Regions from separate parts of the Sus scrofa genome. Here region 1 is linked to region 2. Evidence: chromatin contacts called from public Hi-C data. All regions are on one chromosome and are shown on one strand. Each heading gives the region's core, a stretch centred on a gene start, on an enhancer-like site or on the middle of the called end of the contact. The rest is flanking DNA. Distances are from core to core; before and after follow the strand shown.

What was found. A called contact is a pair of places that touch in the nucleus more often than the background predicts.
Region 1: a Hi-C map of omental adipose tissue shows a contact between it and region 2, with 1.8 times the contacts expected there. The contact joins two enhancer-like sites. A contact is called at or near these places in 15 of 47 Hi-C or Micro-C datasets (adipocytes, brain, embryonic fibroblasts and 8 more) and 1 of 2 datasets of contacts at active chromatin or transcription factors (skeletal muscle).

Annotation. Positions count from the first base shown.
Region 1 is chr9:49,209,240-49,213,847 of Sscrofa11.1, forward strand. All of the region lies in intron 3 of LOC102164776, which reads right to left. Among named protein-coding and RNA genes, the nearest start is that of MIR100, 54 kb to the left of the region's middle. Within about 2 kb of position 2,357, at least 7 of the 83 cell types and tissues checked have an H3K27ac peak or open chromatin away from gene starts, as enhancers often do. A contact at or near this core is called in omental adipose tissue, where this site is marked.
Region 2 is chr9:49,113,621-49,117,674 of Sscrofa11.1, forward strand. It overlaps LOC106504205 (a long non-coding RNA gene), which reads right to left. Exons shown (of 2, transcript XR_002335697.1): 1 at 1-4,054. Among named protein-coding and RNA genes, the nearest start is that of MIR125B-1, 6.1 kb to the left of the region's middle. Within about 2 kb of position 1,376, at least 13 of the 83 cell types and tissues checked have an H3K27ac peak or open chromatin away from gene starts, as enhancers often do. A contact at or near this core is called in omental adipose tissue, where this site is marked.

The DNA.
Region 1 (4,608 bases), core at 1,107-3,606, 97 kb after region 2:
AAGTCCTTTGGTCAAAGAATGGGTCCAGGCAGGAGGACCTCTGGACTGAAATAAAACACCTGGGGAATCCCTCTTGCTCTGAGAGCATTAGGGTCTCAGAGCAACCTGAGGCACCAAAGGAGAACGTGGACAAAAGGAACAGAAAATCCTCACAGACAGCGTGTAACTCCTATTGAGGGATCTCATGTTCTAATGCCTTCAATGATCACCTAAACCCAGCGTGCGGACACCTTTTCTTCTTTTTTTCCTTTGAATGAAATTGTTTATTTTTCTGTCTCAGGTAACTCCAATATTTAAGCACCTCTCATTAGTATAGTGGAAAACACAAAAGAAAAGGCAACATTCTAATCACTTTAGGGAGACTCTCAGGTTGTTTTTAAAAAGATGCTTAAGAGTTCCCCTTGTGGCTCCATGGGTTAAGAACCCAACAGTATCCATGAGGATGTGGGTTCAATCCCTGGACTCGCTCAGTGGGTTAAGGATCCGGCATTGCCACAAGCTGCAGTGCAGGTTGCAGGTGTGGTTCAGATCTGATGTTGCCATGGCTGTAGTATAGGCTGAAGCTGCAGCTCTGATCTGACCCCTGGCCTGGGAACTTCCCTATGCTATAGGTGAAGCTGTAAAAAGAAAAAAGAAAAAAAAAAAAAAGCTTCGAAGCCATCGTGTTGAAGATCCGCCCCGCCCCATGTCTGAATTCCCTCCTTATCTCCCGTTTTTGTGCTGGCTCCAAAGCTGATCTCACCGTTGACCATTCTAAGAGGGAATTTAGCAAAAATACACACATGTAAAATGCATCAGCAAGACATGGAAACAAACGAAAAGAGAAATGGTATCTTTACTAAGTACTACATCAGAGTATAAAGACAGAAGCTAAAATTAATAAGATTATAAGAAGTCAGATTATGGTAATTTTTTAAACTACCACATCCAGTGTTAGTGGCCACGACTTACAACACAACGGTACTGGTAAAGAGCATAGGTAAAATTCTTGGGTATGTAGAAGGATAGAGGCAGGAGAAGTTAAAAAGGTGAAAGTTACTAATAAGGAAACAAGAAAGCTCTGAGCTTTGCGGGGTGGTGTGTGGTGTCCGATTTGCCCAATGGAGGCCAGGGCAGAGTTGTTAAAACAAGTGCCAAGCAGGCAAGGGTGGCAGACAAGAGAAATGGAGTATTCAAGAATGGACCTCTGATTGAGCAGAGAGAATAGGGGGGCTTAAGGGGAGGAGGGAAAAGACCCAGAGTTTCCGGATGGAGAAAAAGGAAAAGGGAATTCAGACGGAAGGAGCAGTGAGGAGAGAGCCCTCGGGAGGATCCAAGGCAGCTTGGATGTTTCCAAAAACCTGCCTGGGGTCTCGAGAGATGGTGAGAGGGGATAAGGGTACATGTTGAGGGGAAGGAAGAGATAAAGCCCCGAAAGATCTCCTGAGTGGAAAGACACGGAGAGGAAGCTAAATGTGGCTGAAGACTTAGCTTCTTCCTGGCTACAAAAGATCGTTAATCCATCAGAAAAATTTGAATCTGCCAAGTGTTGATGGACCACCTCCTATGTGCTCAGACATGTAATAAAGAGAAATCAGAGTATCAGTAAAAAAAAAAAAAAAAAAAAAATCCTGCTAAAGAATGTCCCGCAGTGGTCTTAAGGACTATCAGTCAATCAACAACCACTGATTTTGTAACTACCACGGCTGAGGGTCATGGTTAGCACGAGCTATACTGTTGGGATCACCCAGCCCATCCACATGGAGGTCATAAATAGGGAGGGGAGCAGACAGCAGCCAAATGAAAACTGCTACCACGAATAATAGGATGCTGCAGAGAAAGATGACACACAAAAGAGGGTTCCTGGTTTTTACATTTCTCACAGAAAAGAGATGGGAGAAGCCACAGAGAGGCAGGAGGAGTCAGGCCATGGCAAGTTCCTCCCTGGCCTGAGGCCGGCAGAGAGCATCCCTGTCAGCCTTTCAGGGTCCAGAGCCCAGCGAAGGACTTCAAGGGCAGTTGGGAAGGAGCCAGTCTGGGCCAGAAACTGGCTTCAGTTGTCAGGGAAATCCCAAGGCTCACAGCGGAAGGAGGAAGCCTTCTGCCTGAGTTCCTTCCCCTTGAGACACCCCCCTCACCCTGCCTGGTGACCAATTTGGCCCATGTGGCCCACAGCCACGGGCGAAAACCATCTCTAAGGAGCCCCTCTAATCTCGCCAATATTCTGTTTGCTTTGCTTTTCTACTTGGGTTCCAGATGAGCCTGTCCACCCTAAACCCTGGTTTCAGGGAAGCATTTGCATTTTCCCTGGCACAGGTACAGCTTGCTGCATTCTTTCAGGCCAGGCCAATCACAACAGGCCCCAAGAGTGCTGAGCCAAGCAGTTTCTTTGGGGATCTGCTTACATTCCCTCCCTGAAAAGAGCAGGGGGCCGCTCCATGCAGGCTCTGTGCACAAAAAGTGCACGCTCCACTTTTAAGGTGGAGCAGGCACCGGAGGCTTTTACCAAAGTGGGGGATGAAGCACAACCAACTTTTGCTTGGGTTGTTTGATTTGGTTTCATTCCATTTACGAGGATGGACAAGATGGCTTGGAGTCGGCTCCCTTGAAGACGGTCTGAAGAAAGGGCTCGGGAAACTTCTAGTGTAAGGACCCATGGGGTCCCATGTTGACAGAAGAAGTTGTAGGTCTCAATATCCTCATTCCTGAACTTCCACTTGGTTCAGGATTCAATATCTGCAATTACATTCTTATCAGCTGTGGCTTTGGGAAGAGGTGCAGTCAGACTATAGATGGGTTGATTTTTTTTTTTTTTTTTTTTTTTTTTTTTTTTTTTTTTTTAGTAACCATGAAGTGATGTTTGGGCAGACATAACCCACTTCCCTAAGGGCTTCCTCCAAATGATGACTTTTCAGTATGTCTCTCCCCGTTGATTTCCTATCACTCCATCATCAGAATGTATAACGTCCCCAGGTAGCCCCGGCTGAGGCAAAAACATAGACGGGTATCTTAACAGGACCTTGTCGAGCAGCCGCACGGCCAGTCTGGAATTCAAAATTATGCGTGAATCGTTTGCAAAGCATGTGAGCCATGTGCCGATCATTGAGGACTGACTATTCTGAGAGATGCTGGGCTGAGGTTCGCCCGACAGCCTTGCAGTAACAAGAAAAGGCTCATAGAAGCGTGTCCTCAATCCTTGGCATCAAAGCACGGCTAAGGCCACAGCGCTGCAAGTTCATGCTTGGAGTCTGGGTATTCTTCACACGGGGCAAACAAGGTCTCTTGCAGAGGGAAATGTGAACCCCTTCACGCGGGGCAGGATGATCCGCACACACCCAGAGATACCTAGAGCTGTCATCCAGTGCTGAGCTTTCCCACTCGGGTGCAAACCGCAGAGTTCCCCGGGGTCAAACCTGCTATTTTTAACTAAGAAGACAAAGAAATCAGGGCATGGCTCATCGGCAGCTGGGTTAATAAATTCTAGGAACCTAAGCTGGCTTCTATGACTTGATCAAAAAGCCTGGCATTATGAGCAAGAGGGCTGATAGCAACAAGCCTTCTCAGAATGGGCTCATCCAAGGGCCCGCTTCGCCCTTTGATCCAGAAGCTCTCCAGCAGTTTCCAGCCACCGAGGGGACCTGCCAATCAGAGGTAACCCCACCTGCATGCTTTAGAGGAAAATTTACAAACTGAAGTTCACCTGACCTAACGACAGGGATGCTTGGTTTTCCTGGAGCAACTAATGAATGGTGGGCATTGGCATTTCGAACCAAGAAAAGAAAGGACATCTTAGGCCAGAAGTAGCCGCCATGTGGGAAACCAAATCGGGTTGTGAGAAGAGTCCCATTTCCTGCTCATAACTAAGACTACAGCCTGACCCTCCAGAGCTGCTCATCTTCAGGGGATTTCACGGGTCCTTGGCCAGAGACCAACCTGGATCAGAAGAGGAAACCCCCTGGGCCCTGCTTTTACAGAAACAGCTTTAGTCATCGGGCTTTGCTTATTGAAAGAGTATCCTTTCTTGTCCTGGAGCCAAGGTAAAAGAATATGCTGCCAGGTTATCTGAGAGGCCCACAGGGAGATGCCAGTGAGACAAGCCCTATGGTCCCATACTACCTTCTCTCATGGGGACGGCCAAGAAGACGCCATCTTCGCCACACTCCCCAGTGCCTACTGTCTGCAAGAGGTGTGACAGCAATGCACCCAGAACTCAGTAGCCACTTGTTTCCTTTTTCCCTGGGAAGGCCGAGGACATCTGGCATTAGCACCTTGGAATTCTGAGCTGGAAAATGGTGACAAGAAGAGTGAGGGCGGAAGGTCATTTTGAACGCTAAATGTCACCCAGCACTATGGGGTCCTGCAGGATGTTGCCGAGGTGTTTTCTGTTTCTCCTTCTCAGTTCTTTATGGAATTCTCCCGGCTTCTGTGTGCAGAGAGCCCTGCTAACTGACAGGAAGCCGAGTGTGAGATTTCGTCACCATTAAGAGTGGGGACAGAGCAGTGGCAATGGGATCACACGATCCCACTCACCCCAGGTCAAGGCCATCATTACTCATCATGATAGGTTACAGGGGCAAGTTTACCCAGCTCACAGACCACTGTTGCTCCCTCTTTGTTTCTCAGCCAGAA
Region 2 (4,054 bases), core at 126-2,625:
ATACTTATTTCAAGCAGTTAACACCTGACCCCAATTTCTGTGGGTAATTAGTGAGCTAGATAACCACACAAAGTGGGTAATTATTTAGTACCCAGGGGTACGCTAGAAGTGGGTAGTGGTTTTGTTAACAAAAGCACATCTCTAATTATTGTATCTATGATGGGTGTTTAAAAAATACCAGTTACTATATCAAGTGAGCCGTGATAAATAAGTGAACTATTTTGCTGTCCTTAGCGCAGATATATATATATATATATATATATATATATATATATATATATATGTTCTATCATGGTTAATAATATTTACTGCTCCTGGATAGAGTGTCATGAAGATTAACTAGTTAACATCTGTAAGACATTCAGAGATGAAATATGCTAAGGAGCTTCTAAATGCAGTATTATTATTGTTATTACTTTGTTGACTAATAATCCCAGGGTAGGGGAAGCTGAGGGAGATTTTGATTGGATGGAAAATATGCTGAGATCACAAATGTGATGAGTTTGATTACGGGGAGTGGTCTCTGACCTGACCGAGTCTAACACAGGCAGTGAGAAAAAAGACAGGTAGATGCTGTTGCCCTGACAGCCGCCTCAGGATGGATCAGAGGAGTGGGGTGAGAGGAGGAGGAGCAGAAGGCGGGAGTCGAGATGGGCTGGGAAGGAAGCTGAATCAGCGAGACCACACCCTTGTTCCGAAGTCTGTCTATCCTTGCCTTTGATGAGCAGCAAATAGGCACAAAACTCCCCAACGAAGACGTCCCTGCCAGTCCTGGGACAAATTCATCATAATTACAATCAATCAGCCAGTTATTTAGTGTTTATTCTGGAGAACCACCATCAGTACAATTTATTTTCACAAATGCAGACACAGTTCAAATATGACCATGTGGAGAAGAGGCGCACACAGATCAACTTCAGATATCTTTAACGCAGGCTATGAGAGGCGACGAAGGAGTGCTTTCTAATTCAATTGCTTTTATGACTCACCCCCAGGAGGGGAAGGAGATATATTATAAATTTTTGCTGAGGAAAAAAAGAGAGGGGAAAGAAAAGGAAAAAAAAAAAAAAAAGAAAAAGAAAGACCTATGCTTTCGGGGGTTCTAATTCTGAAGAGCAACCAAGCCTTGAAAACAAACAACAGCAAGAACTTACTGCTGCTTTCTCTGTGAACGTCCACCTCCTTGAGCCTGGTGTCTGGGGTCTGGCTGAGGCAGGACAGACAAGAGACTTCTGGGCTCCAAATCTTCAAGTAGGCTCACCACATTTTTTCTTTCAAAGCAAGGTTGTCTTGGGGATTAACCCCAGGAGTCTGGGAGATGTGAAGCATGGGGGGTGGTGAGGGAAGGTATGCAAAGATGCTGTACTCAGCCCAGTTCATGGTCTCTAGGGCATAGGAAAGGAAAGGGGCGCCGTAAGACAGCCAATAGGTACCACTGCTGAAACCCTTCCTGGAGAATGGCCTCTGAGACAGGTGCTGAAGCTGTGATCGGAGGCCTGTGGTGTGAGGACTGCATGTTCAGAGTTTGGGAGCAGAGGGAAATTTTCTCCAAAAGCCACCCAAGCCAGGCTTCTGACCTGAAGCCCAGTATTTGTCACCCCCTCTCTGAGCTCAGAACGACAAAAGCTGACTGGCATTCTCCAACCCGCCCAGCTCCTTTCAAACCCACAGACTGTGCCAGACTGGCCCCACCTCCCACTGCAGCAAATTCTCTAGGCCTGCTCCATGCTGAGCTGGAGGGAGCCAGATTTCCGCTTGAATTGCCCTACCTGGCCTTCCCCTCTGCCACTGCCCCAGCTCTTGGTTCTTGGCGGGGTTTCAAAGGCCCAATCAATGGCTTTCCCTCCCCCATCATTGTTTTTTAAACACCTCTAGTTCTCTCTGCCCTCAAGTTTTGTGCCTAAAATCTTTTTATGTCCTAGTTTCTCTCTCCTCTGGCCACCACCATGTCCTTTTTGGGGGGCCCTCTCATTGGACATTTTTTTTCCATATCAAAATATAGTCCTATCTCATGTCTTGGATTGAAAATTCAAAAGCTGCCGCTGGTGTCTCCCCCAGTACCACCCTTTTCTATCCACGTTTACACAGCCAGCGATCCTGGTCATCGCAGGGCACTTCCTGAAAACGCACCTAAAAAGAGCTGAAGCCAGGAGTTCCTGTTGTGGCTCAAGTGTTAATGAACCTGACTTGTATCCATGAGGACAAGGGTTTGATGCCTGGCCTTGCTCAGTGGGTTAAGGATCCGACATTGCCATGAGCTGTGGTGTATAGGTCACAGCTCAGATCCCACATTGCTGTGGCTGTGGTGTAGGCTGGCAGCTACAGCTCCAATTAGATCCCTAGCCTGGGAACCTCCATATGCCTCGGGTGTGGCCCTAATACTAATACTGCGGCCCTCAGTATTTTATGGATGCAAAGAATGAGGTTTGGAGTAGCTAGACTTGCCAGGCTCATGAGTGACACAGCTAGGATTTGAATGTAGGTCTGACACCATAAGCCTGGTGTTTTCATCATTCTTTTCTTTCATTGCTTGGCTCAGTGTAAACGATACTTTCTGTAGTGAGTCCTCGCCAACTAGTCAAGTTTCTCCTTCTTTGTATTTTGCATAGCACCCTATACTTTCGCTCAGCATTTATTCCTTTTTTTCACCTAAATTCATTTTATCCAATAAATATTTACTGAGTCCTTGACGATATGTCAGGCCTTATAGTAAGTGGTGTGACTTCCTTAGTGAGAGGATAGAAGATGCTGTGGTACTGGCCCTAATTAAATATTATGCTGTCTCCACCTCCAAACTCTAAGGCGAATGAAGACAAAGGCTTTGTTGTGGTAACTTTTCTATTCCCAGTACCCAGCACAGCGCCTGGCACATGGCAGGAGCTCACCAAGGAGATTTGAAATTAACTTTTACACTAATGTAAGTGGGATCTTGATAGTAACTTTTGGAGAGAGTGGGATTCATGTCAAAATAACCCTTGAAATAATACTCAGTAAAATGCCACATAAAAGTAGCATTTAATAAATGGTCAATTGCAGCCCATTGTCCATGACTATACCGGGTGAAGGTCCCACCTATACTCATGTTTTGTGTTTCTGAAAAATAGCCAATTGGTTTGTTTTGTCCATTCTAAGAGTTCCAAAGGTGTTTCATTTCTGTTTGAAGCCAGAAGAACTCTGAAATCTCACTGCTCTGGGGATTAGGAGGTAACATCAAGTGATTACATATCCAGGGTAACATGGCCATGAACTGTTCTGAGCTATGTGCAGGGAGAGAGGGCTCTTACACTCTAGAGGGTATGGGAAAGTCCAGATCTGAGATAAGCAACCCAGCTCAGATGCCCTCATTTCAGAAAAGGAGGTTGAGAAGCTAGAAGTAGTCCACGACCATTTGACCTAAAGGCTCCAGGGTTTCATAACATCTTCTAATAAAAAGATAATTCCTTCTTTTGCCTCAGGAAAGACTAGTGAAGTAGGTAGAAGTGGTGTCCCAGGTGGGCCAGCTTCTATGCTGGTCCTCATCCGAGGCAAGGGGAATAGGATGGCATGCAATCTGTCCTTTGACATGCATGTCCTGAGCTTAGACACCACCACTGAATTCGGTCCCAAATATGGGATGGTCTTCACTAGGCTGGAGTAATTCCAATTATATCAGCTCAGAACACAGTTTCTAAAGATGCATCCTTCGGGGCTGGTGTACCCCTCATGAGAAAGCCGGATGGTAAGAGTCTGTCTCCTCCAGCCCATAAACTCTAAATGTGCTTTAGACATGAACTAACTTTTCTTGGCAAGAGTCCCTCATCAAGTGACAAAAATACTCCTTGCTGTTCTTCCTAGGAAGACGAGGAAGAGGAAGCTGCGTTACAAGTTTGGTTAGCAATGCCCCTTTCCTAAAGCAATGAGACTTTGACCCACTCGGGAGCAGTGTCTGGTACAGGCAATCTGTAGTTCAAGTGGTCTCAAAAGGAGTATTCTTGCAGATTTTATACCTCAAACCCACACCAGCTCCAAGTATCTCAGGCTGAGGAATGTCAAGCCAACTACTTAGATTTTGGCC